Regions from separate parts of the Sus scrofa genome. Here region 1 is linked to region 2. The links are chromatin contacts, called in public HiChIP or PLAC-seq maps. All regions are on one chromosome and are shown on one strand. The core of a region is the stretch at or near the end of the contact, and the rest is flanking DNA. Distances in the headings are between cores, read along the strand shown.

Evidence for each region. HiChIP or PLAC-seq counts read pairs in DNA pulled down with a chosen protein or histone mark.
Region 1: a contact with region 2 is called in an H3K27ac HiChIP or PLAC-seq map of skeletal muscle. The contact joins two enhancer-like sites. A contact is called at or near these places in 2 of 47 Hi-C or Micro-C datasets (both in skeletal muscle) and 1 of 2 datasets of contacts at active chromatin or transcription factors (skeletal muscle).

The regions. Positions count from the first base shown.
Region 1 is chr9:37,266,484-37,272,129 of Sscrofa11.1, forward strand. No RefSeq gene overlaps it. Among named protein-coding and RNA genes, the nearest start is that of C9H11orf87, 28 kb to the right of the region's middle. Within about 2 kb of position 3,043, at least 2 of the 83 cell types and tissues checked have an H3K27ac peak or open chromatin away from gene starts, as enhancers often do. A contact at or near this core is called in skeletal muscle, where this site is marked.
Region 2 is chr9:37,130,872-37,136,724 of Sscrofa11.1, forward strand. The region is part of intron 13 of DDX10 (probable ATP-dependent RNA helicase DDX10); the gene reads left to right. Among named protein-coding and RNA genes, the nearest start is that of DDX10, 130 kb to the left of the region's middle. Within about 2 kb of position 2,835, at least 1 of the 83 cell types and tissues checked has an H3K27ac peak or open chromatin away from gene starts, as enhancers often do. A contact at or near this core is called in skeletal muscle, where this site is marked.

The sequences.
Region 1 (5,646 bases), core at 1,793-4,292, 140 kb after region 2:
CACAGCTCATGGTAACACTGGATCCTTAACCCACTGAGCAAGGCCAGGAATCGAACCCATATCCTCATGGATCCTAGTCGGGATCGTTAACTGCTGAGCCACAAACTTCTAGAGCCTCTCTTGGCTACAAATAACTATCAAAGTCTTCACGAACAGAGAAATCTGGGCTCTGGCATGAAACCACTGATTTGTCACCTTCTCCTTTTTTCCTCCTCTTCCTCCTTTCCGCTCCATTCACAAACAAGAGCAATTGTTGGTAACTAATGCAAATGACTCATGAATCCATGGAAGGGAATATCCACAAATACTTCCATCTCAGCCTAAGTCTGTATCTGTTTCTGAAAAGTTTCTCCTAGTTTTGTACTTGATATTCTCGGGAGGGACACCACTCTCGGTCATCAGAATGAGAGACCTGACCTCTCATCAACTTCCCCCTGCCCAGACCCTTCGTTTTACTGCTGCTGTCAATTCTTCTTCACGGTGACTCCCTTGTCTCCATTGTTTCTTCTCTATCTTCAGAGTTCAGATGCTCATCACAACCTGCTCAGATTTCTGCAGTGACTTCCTATTTGGTCATAGTGCTTCCTGCCTCACACTTGTCTAGCCCAACCTTCCACGTGGTCAGAAGTCTCTTCATAGCACTGATCTGAGCATGTTTCTCACTTTTGTTGCAGAGCTTATTATGTTGTATTGCAGACATTTGTTTATAAGCCTGGTTGCCCCCATGACATGTCAGATTTCTTGAGAGCAGAAGGACTGTGTTTTGTCTAACCTATGTGTCCCCAGAGCCAAACACAGCAACTGCCTATAATGGGTTCAGTAAAGATGTATTGAATTAATGAGTGGAGAGTAATAAACCAAGATGATTTTTAAAGGTGTGTTGTAGTGCATGGCTCTGTTATCTCTAGTGGGAAGGATGTAGAATGATAGAGATGAGAACTGGATGAAATGAGTGTAATGAGCAAGGATGACTATAATGGAGAAAATAGATGGGAAAGGAATTTGGGGTATAACAACCTGGGAAGATTTTGAAATTAAAGTTTCTGGTACAGGATGTCTTAAATATTTTCAAAAGACGAAAAGAGGCAAGAGTATATAAACTAAAGATTTACCATTGAATTCACACTATGCAGTAAATTAGATTTTGGTTTTTTCTAACCCAAATAAGGAATATTTACTTATTTTACTCTATATAGGTAAACACTGAATAAATATTCTGTAACACCTTTGGTTTATAAACTAGTTTGAGTCGTATTTTGTCCCTGGACCTGGTTGGATCCTGACTAATATATACATTGTTGGGAATTTCAAACATCAGAATGGTGCTGATGGAAAACTCACATAACAAATCTTTTCCTTTTTTGCTTTTTAAAGCTGCACCTGAGGCACAGGGAAGTTCCCAGGCTAGGGATTGATTCAGAGCTGCAGCTGCTGGCCTATACCACAGCCACAGCACCACCAGCTCCAAGCCACATGGGTGACCTACACCACAGTTCATGGCAACACCAGATCCCCTCACTGAGTGAGGCCATGCATCCTAGTCAGATTCATTTCTGCTGCATTACAACGGGAACTCCCAACAAATCTATATTTCAATAGACTAAATTAGTTACTGTTTTGGCTGTGGTGGAGGCAGGATGGCACAGCCAAGTTAGCCCACTTCTTGGACACAGGGATTGGCCCAGAGATGGAGATATGTCAGAAAGGGACAGAATAACTCCTTCCTTGAGAGTGAAATGCAGACTATGAAAGAAAAATTCCTTACCCCTGGGAAATTTCTAAAAAAGGGGGAGGATGTGGATCTGGGGCCTTTGGCAGCCATTTCTCCTGGTTAAATGGAGGCCCCCTCTCGGAGGTTGGGGAGAATAAGGCCAACACACTGAAGTGAGCAGAGTGGAGAGATGGAGAAAGAGCTTTGGTGGCATTGTTTGAGCCCTTTGGCCTCAACTGAATCTACTTGTACTTCCCAGCTGTGGGTCAGTAAGCCCTTTTTTTTTTTTTTTTTTTTTTTTTGTATAAACTACTTTGAATTCTGTTGTATTCCCAGAACTGAATGGATCCCCTCTACTATCGAGGGTTTTAGTTTGCTGATTTGAAAAAGAATTAGAAGACCGGAAGCGCTGATAGAAAGCTTGGTTGTTGTTATTCAGCAGAAAGCACCCAGCCCCTCCTTTCCTTGGAGAAGCATGATGTTCCCACTCTGCTCCTTTGGGCTCGGCTGAGGGACTGACTCCAGCCCGCGGAGTTGGAGTGCAGTGCAAGGGACTGCCCCTTAGAAGCAGAGGCTTTAAGGTGCTCTGATGCTTCCATCAGCCCTCTTGCACGCCTGCCTTCCAGCATGGACAAGAGAGGAGACACTGCTTCCAGCTGGGCACCAGGTGAGAAGTGTGAAACAGACCTACAGCCATCTCCAAATCTTGGGGAGCAGGAAAATCCACTGAGACTTGGGGTTCTTCACAGGAAAAAGTGAGGAAGCACTTAACCATTGAGCAGCAACATTCATTCAGTCATTCAAAAAGTGTTCATTCAGCAAATACCGCACGCCAGCCCTGCACGCATACTCGTGAAAAATGCAACAGTCCCCTCCCCTGCTGTCATGTACTGGGGGGAAGAGAGAAGCAAATTCCTAATTTTAGTGCATTGTAAAGAGAGCAGGCAGGAAAAGGAAGATTTTTGTGTGAGTGAGAAAGCTGTTGCTGGAGTGCAGGAAGGAGGGAGGCCAGGGGTAGTGTCTTGGCCTAGGACCAGAAGCTAATCCTTGCTCGATGCTTAGCTGAGGGCGAGAGGCCATTCATCAGACTCGCTCACGTAAAATGATCCCTAAGACGCGTAAGTCCCTGCAAGCGGATACACCCAGCAGCAGAGTCCTTTGGAGGATTGCCATCTCATAAGCTTAACATGGCATTTTAGATTGGTTTGGAGCTATAAAAAATGGATAAGTTTAATTAAATGTAATTAATTTTGTTATACAACACTTGAAATCCCCTGAACATGAAAAGTCATCTCCCTGGCTCTCAGAGTCTGCCAGAGGATGCAGATGTTCCTGGGAAGCGTGGGGAGGAAGGTGGGCAGGTGGAGAGAGAGGGATCTAAAGGGGGGAAGCCAGCAACCAAGATTTTGAAAACCCTGCTTCATATTTTTTTTAAGACCATTTTCACTAGACATGTAATCATAGTGTGAGTTTCTTCCATAGCACCTGCTGCTCAGACAGCCCAGGGCAGAGTGCTATATGTTTTATACCCTATTACCCAGTGCCTGCTGAATCAGGAATTGGCAGCTAACCCAAAGCCTAGCCATTAGTCTGGGAGAGAGGATGGTGCAAAAAACTCTGCCCAAACAGGGACAAATTGGGCAAATAATGTTCTTATTCTCTGAAACTGAAATGTAGGTAATCAGCAAAATAAGGTTATGAGGCAGACCAAGAGCATATCATGGGCATAAGTGAACTCAGATTAGAAGTTAGGCAAAGCTGTAAGTGGAAAAGAACTCTGGCGAAAGATCAAGAGTAAATGGTGAGGGATTCAACCGATCAAGACATTTGAAGCAAGTACATACAGAGTGGTGCATCCAGGCCAGAGCAGCAAAGCCTCGCAGATTCCCCTTGTTGAGCTTCTGAGATCCATCTGGACCTCCCGGCTCCTGTCTCCAAGCACCTTCACCTTATCCTGGGTCCTAGTCTTAGATTTCTGTAAGAGTCGGTCTCCTTCACTACCAGGGGTGTAAGACCCCATTGCCTGAGCTAGTCTGAGTGAGTCTTTGGGATTTTTGTACCCAAAAAGCTTAAGTAAAATTCAGATACTTTAATGTTTAGACTTTAATGTGCATAGGAATTGCCAGGGGATCTTTTAAAAGTGCTAATCCTGGGAGTTCCTGTCGTGGCACAGTGGTTAACGAATCCGACTAGGAACCATGAGGTTGCGGGTTCGGTCCCTGCCCTTGCTCAGTGGGTTAACGATGCGGCATTGCCGTGAGCTGTGGTGTAGGTTGCAGACGCAGCTCGGATCCTGCGTTGCTGTGCCTCTGGCGTAGGCCGGTGGCTACAGCTCCGATTGGACCCCTAGCCTGGGAACCTCCATGTGCCGAGGGAGCGGCCCAAGAAATAGCAACAACAACAACAACAACAAAAAGACAAAAAAAAAAAAAAAAAAAAAAAAAAGTGCTAATCCTGGATTGGTAGGTCTGGGGTGAGCACTGAGATTCTGCATATCTTAGAAGCTCCCAGGTGATGGCATGCTGCTGGCCACAGCCACATTTGAGTGTCAAGGCACTAATGGGATTCAGAGAGTTATTAAAATCATTATTTACAAATAGGGACCCTGTCAGAGTCCCAGCAGGAAACAGATGGCACACGCAAATTAGGATCACTCTAAGGGGATTTAATAAAAGGATGATTTACATAGGCCAGAGCAGGGTGTAAGGAAACCACAAAAGGATAGTTAGTCTACCAGAGACTAGTAATAGAAATGTTATCACTCCTCTCCCCAAAGGGCTGAGCAGAGAGAAGGGAAGGAGAGACAGCTGATTTTTGACCTTCAGTTGATAGATGTGAAACCTGAGGTAACCACAGGGAACTGGCAAGAAAATAAACTCCGTGACCTGACCTCATTCTCCTGCCAGTGGTCACAACTGGCCCCAGCCAAAGTCAGAAAGCAAGGTGCCCAAAGATGTAACTGCAGGAGTCCCCTTCATGGCTCAATGGTTAATGAACCCGACTAGGAACCATGAGGATGGTGGGTTTGATCCCTGGCCTCGATAAGCGGGTTAAGGATCTGGTGTTGCCGTGAGCTATGGTGTAGCTCGCAGACGAGGTTCAGATCTGGCATTGCTGTGGCTCTGGCATAGGCTGGCAGCTGTAGCTCCAATTTGACGCCGTGTGTACAGTCTCCCAGGATGCAGAGCAAGGTGGAGAAGTGAAAGGGCCAAGAGAAGACACTGGCAGAGATGCAGGGTATAAATGTAGAACCTCTTTGTGGGAAAAGAGGAGAGACCCTTAGACTTTGCCCCTTCAACAACTACTGAGCACCACTCACTGTTCTAAGAATAGACACAGAGCAAGGATGGACAAGGAGCAAAATGGCATATAAAACGCTGTCAGGGAGTTCCCATCGTGGCTCAGTGGTAACGACCCCAAAAAAGACAAAAACAAAAACAAGCAAACAAAAAAAAAGGATAAGTGTTATGAAGAAAAAACAGCAGGGTATGGAGATGGAGCAAGTGAGCAGCATTTTTTCATTTTTTTAGATTCCACATAGACGTGATCCCATATGGTAGTTTTACTTCTCTGTCTGACTTACTTCGATGGGTATGATAATATCTAGGTCCATTCATGTTGCTGCAAGTAGCATTATTTCATCCTTTTTTTTTATTGTTGAGTAATATCTCTTCAAATATTTTCTCAAGCCCTTTCTCTCTTTTCTTTCTGGAACCCTTATAATCCAAATATTAGTGCACTTGATGTTGTTGCAAAGGTCTCTTAACCTGTCCTAGGAGTTTCTGTTGTGGCTCAGTGGTTAGCGAACCTGACTAGTATCCTTGAGGACGCAGGTTTGATCCCAGGCCTTCCTCAATGGGTTAAGGATCTGGCATTGGCTGTGAGCTGTTGTGTAGGTTGCAGACGTGGCTGGAATCCCGAGTTGCTGTGGTTGT
Region 2 (5,853 bases), core at 1,585-4,084:
ACCTGTGAAAATTTTGTGTTTAGATTTTTAAATTTTATTTTTGGCTGCTCCATGGTATATGGAGTTCCCAGGCCAGGTATCAGATCCAAGCCACAGTCGTGCCCTAAGCCACAGCTGTGGCAATGCCGGATCCTTAACCCACTGTGCTGGGCCGGGATCAAAATTGCGTCCCAGTGCTCCCAAGATGCCGCCCATCCCTTTGCACCTCAGCAGGAACTCCTTGCCAATAAATTCAAAGGACACATTCACTATTTTGTAAACTGCCATAGAATCTGTAGGTTTCTGTTCTCTTGGCTTGTCTTCTCTCCTTAAAGCTTGAAATAAATGTGCTTTTCTTTTTTGAGCTTGATTGGAAATATATTTTCAAAGTGTCTGAATTGGTGAAGTGTTGAACCATTCCGAGATTGGAGGAGCTCGGTTGGCGTATATAGGGAAAACCATGTATCCTGCGGGGACTCATGTTCAGAAGATCTGTGAATCCTGAATGTTCTAGACAACAACATTCTGTTTCCTAAATTTGTTCTTAACTTCTTATAGCCTGGTTTTCTCTTATACTCTGTTGTAAAAATCAGATAAAAGCATAAATGGTAATATTTATATAGCCTGTATGGTACAGATGTGAAGTAGCATTACTTCTGTGTTTGATTGGTATGATATTAAGTCAGCTCCCACTTTCTCCTGCCTGAATTCAGTCTCCATGCTCTTCTAACCCCTTTCTGATGCATCCAACCCTAAAAACCCTTTTCCTCATGAAAATTTTGAGGATTATTTTAATGTACTAACAGTACTAATAAAAACACAGCAGGGAGTTCCCTGGTGGCTCAGCATGTTACTTCTTTGGCTGGGGTTGCTGCTGTGGTGTGGGTTTGATGCCTGGCCTGGGAACTTCTGCATCCTGTGGGCATGACCAACAACGCCGCCTCCAGCCCCCCCCCCCCAAAAAAAAACTAGTAAATAGCAAAGTTAGAATTCAGATCCAGGTCCTTTTTACTAAGCCTGGGCTGCTAACCAATACATGCGATCAACTATCAGCATTCTTTTATCATCATTAATAGTAGATTGGTGATTTTTGGAGTCATATTATTCAAAGATAAACAGTTAAAATGGAGCTATAGGAAGCTTGAAAAAGAAAATTACAGAAATTCTCAACACAGCACTGTTTTAGTGGGTGTGTGTATAGTCAAAACAAAACAAAACAAAAAAATTAGGATCAGTGTGTTGAGTACTCTGTGGCCCATTGTGGCTGTCAAGTGGAACCCCATCACTGCTCTCTTCAGAAAACTCATAAATGTGTGTGGATAAGTCTGCAGCATCCAAATAATCGCACATTTATATGCTTTAGAATGCACTAAATCCAATGGTACTGTTACTAGAAAGATAACAAAATTTTTTTCTTCTTTAAAGCAGTCTTTTAAATTTTCACTAGTTCATTTTTGTTTATGTATCAGAAGAAGCATCTGATTTCTTGCACAAAATTTATAAGACAGCAGCATGTTATTTCTCTTTAGGGATATGCTATTCAAGTCTTGTTCTGTCATGCTTAGAATAAGTTGTTTTTCTTTTGCAATTTTCTGAAACTCTCTGAGATTTTTTTTTTAAAGATAATTAAAAGATTCCTAGAGTTAGTTGCTTACATTGCGTGGAAAGAGACAGCTATGTGCTTTTATTTTTATAGGCACACTTTAATGAAAATTACTCTCCTCTCTTATTAACAGAGCGGATTTTTGAACAAGAAAGTGCCAACGCAGGATACTTGTCTCATGAATTTATTTTTCTAGATTTGAAATTTAATTATATCACTCCCTCAAACTTGGATATAGATACAGCTCCTAAGTACTGTCAGCAGAGGCAATCTATAAAATTAATGTCTGTATCATTTTTATAAATCTGACATAAGAAAAGTGAAAAACATAGTTCTCAGAAAAGTCAATCAGATTTAAATTTATTCTGTAGAACTGATACTCTGCTGTTACAGACACAGGCTGTCTCCAAGCAACTTTTTCTTTTGGCTGCTTATTTCATTTTCTTCTACTTTTTCTTTCTTTTCAAACAAATGATTTTTTTGCCAGCAGCACTCTTTCAGTGTATCTAATTTAGAAAGAAAGCTCCAACTGAAGTATGTATTCTCAAGTATAAACTTTTATTTTTCCATGGAATCTGTACTTTATTTTGAATTTTTCTCACGTTTGAGTGATAATGTGCGTGTACAAGTGTACACGCACACACACACCCCAGTGCATGGCTAGACTTGACACTCTGGGAATTTTAACAGTGCCAACACCCCTGATCCCCACCTCCCTCAAACACACGTACCACACGCCAGCTGCTCCTCCTGTCCCTGCTGTGTATTTTTTCCTCTTGCACTTACCTTCTAGTCATTACTCCTTGTCTATCTCCAATGGACTGTAAACTCTTTTAGGGGGATGTTTTTGTCTGTTTTGTTCACTTCCTACAAAAAGATAAATCAAATACATTTTACATGGTATTTGTATCTGTTCACCTCCTGCAAGAGATCATAGATTTTGTTGACTATGTTAGTAGTTGGTCATTTGATACACTATGTGTTACCTCGGCATCTTTTTGTACTAGGCAGTGTGCCCAGTACTGAGATGGTGGTGGCGGCTGTGGCTGCAGCTAGATGCATGTTTCACCTGTCACACTTCACACAGTTATACTGTGGAGATAGGTAGTATGTGTAAAATCTATCAAGTGATACAAGACCTTATAAAATTCAGGGCTAAATTTTACAGTAGTAGGAGTTGATTAAAGATCAGCCTGTTGGGTTGAGGAAGAGACAGATTCATGGCTGGACTTTTAAAATTATAGAGGGTAAGGAAGGATATTCTGGAAAGGAGCCCTTAATGCTACTTCCTTTCTGAACTTTCTCTGATTTTACCTGCCCCCCAATCCCTTAAGATTTATTTTTTAAAAGGAAACAAACTAAAAAGTTAGTCACTGTCTTCCACCATGATCTGACATATAGCACATAATTAAATTTAAATGTTATTTTATAATGTAACTGTGTACTGTCTTTTGTTCAAAACAAACAAACAAAAGTCTTAAGACATATTATTGACATTGCGTTAGAGATATTTGTTTAAAGGCAAGCGATAGAATGAGCTTTCTCTGGAAGTGAGGGGGAAAGAATCCTCAGAAGTCAGTCTGGCTCAATTTAGCACCCAGTTATATTTTCTCATTAACTGTCCACCAGTTCCCCATTGCCTTTATACCCTAGAAATGACAAGTGATCCATTGAATTTTAGTTAGTTGGGACAAATAGAGCAAAGGGTAATTCTGAAGGGGAAATTAATTGTAAATGTGAATTATTAACTGTAAATTAATTATTGGTGCTCTCTCTAGAGAGAGGGAGAACCAGTAATTAATGACTGACCATTTTTGATGGATGGTTGCTGTACTCTTCATGTATATATTTTAATTGTGTAAGATCTTCATGGTTTTTGTTAAGGTTCACTTATTCTAAAATTTATTTTTACTGGTACCAAATGTAAATGTAGACATTACTACATTCCTATTTTTCTGGTAAAATTATTGATCATTTTGCAGTGATGGCTGCAACCAACCTGCTCATTAATTTCCTTGTTGAAAGCGGCTTTGCCTAACACACTAGATATGGTTTGAGCAATGGAAAACAAAATCAATAAATAAGATGGTTTTAAAAAATCCACTTATCTCTCAGGATTTGTTAAGTAAATCACTAGTACACGGATATTTAATGAGCTTTTTTTTTTGCCACATATCATCAAATCTTGCTGTGGTTAATATCCTGTTATAGCCAATTAATTACCCATCCCTGTTTTCAATTGATTTTTGTTTTTCAAAAGTAAACTCTCTGAATACTCCTTTTTATTGTGTTATCTCTCTTAAAAAGCTGCATGTGAAGGAGAATTTAAGTACTTCATAGATTTTTTTATGTAATAGACATGTCAACTTATTACTTACATTGATTTATAAATAAGTATATTTATGTTAGAATAGTCCACATGGAGTTATATTTTTATAGTTCTTAGATATTACCACCCTTTATTTCCTTGTATATGTTCTTCAGTAACTATTGACTAAATGGACTATAGCATATGTGGAAAGATGTAAAATGAATATTTCTAAAATTATAATGATAAAAATTCATTTTATATAATGATATAAAATGCCATAAACAGACATTTGCTCTGTTTATGAACAGATTTCCTGGGTTTTTCTTAAGTTGTTATAAAATTGATAATATGTTTTTGGAAACAGATAACCAGGCAAAACCATATTTATTTTCTTCCTTACTAATACTGAGAATATTTAAGTATTTCTCTTCATTTAAACATATACTATGGAATAAATTCCTAGGTGAAACGACTAAATCAAAGGATCTGTGAATTTAGAATTTTAATAGATATTGTAATTTGGGCTATTTCACATTTTCTATTCATAATACATGGTACCACTTTTTCTCCTAACACAGCATCTTTTCAAATATTTGATCTTTCCAAGTTACATAGAAGGGAAATGGTTATCTCTATGAACTTTTTATGTATGTTTTTCATATCATGAATGAACCATTTGTATTACATTTTCTGGGAACTATCCATATATTTTGCCTTATTTGGCTTTTGGTCTTTTTTTCTTTCTCTTTGTATATTAGGAAAATTAGACCTTTGCTTGGATCTAATGAATTGTAAGTAGTTCGCTGTTTTTGTTCTTGGTTTGTTTTTGTTTTCCAGATTAGATTGTCTTTCGTTTTACTGACTTTGGATTATGTTTTAAATGTTTTTATGTAGTTGAATCTGCCAGTTTGGTCTTTTTTGACTTCCGAGTTACATGTTAAAGTTCTTGTGCATGTAAGTTTTTGATCCACTTGGAATTTATTCTTTTGTAAAGCATGAAAGTGTTGAAAAAATAAACTTTATTTTTTCTAGATAGCTATTCAGTTGTTCCAACATCATTTATCGATGTCTGTCTTTTGATCTGATTTAATGTGCGCCTTTATTCTATTTGAAATCCTTTGTATGTTTTGGGTCTGTTTTTGAACTTTCTGTTCCAGTCCATTGATATGTGTATTTTCCTTTATCATACACTTAAATATTTCATAGAGCTACTCATCACTTACTCTTTTTCAGAGTTTCCCCAAATTCTGAACTTAAACTTTTTTCTATTTCTTAGCTTGGGGACTTCTGGTAATGTAAATTTGGGCAGTCCACCTTGGCCTTTTAATTTATTCTAGGATTTTTTACTCATCTGCCTCCTCTTATGCTCTCTCTTGTACCCAGAGCTCAGAGCTTGAATTGAACTAACCTTCCTTAGTTGTTGTCTTTCTGGGCCCCCAGCCATATTTTTTTCTGATCCTTCTTTCACAGAACATACAGCCATTTGAAAGTTTCATAGGGGATTCATTGTACTCATTTCCCGTGCTTTTTCTGTCCAAGTGTGAGAATAATGCTCAGTCCCATGGCGTTTGTGGTATGTTTTGGGTTGATGGCATACCTCAAAACTACCCAATTTCCTTTTCCTTTTCTGAATTGGGGGATTTTTTTCTTGCTTACTTAGCAATGTATTTAATTATTGTAAAGCTATTTGGTGATATTTTATCACTGTTTCTAGATACTTGTGATGCGAGAGCTTCTACCCTATTGCCAGAGCTAGTAGTCTCTAAATATTACACATTTAAAGCTACCTCTCCTGTCTTGGCAGTGAAAGAATAGTGATTTATAGCTTTCTCTTGTGCCTAGATTAGGTAATGGGTAGCAAGTTCAACTTTCACTGGCCTTTCGATATTTTTATTCATCTTTTGGCATGGACTGGATGAGTCAGTTTATAAAAAACAAAAATTACATGTTTGTCAATGTT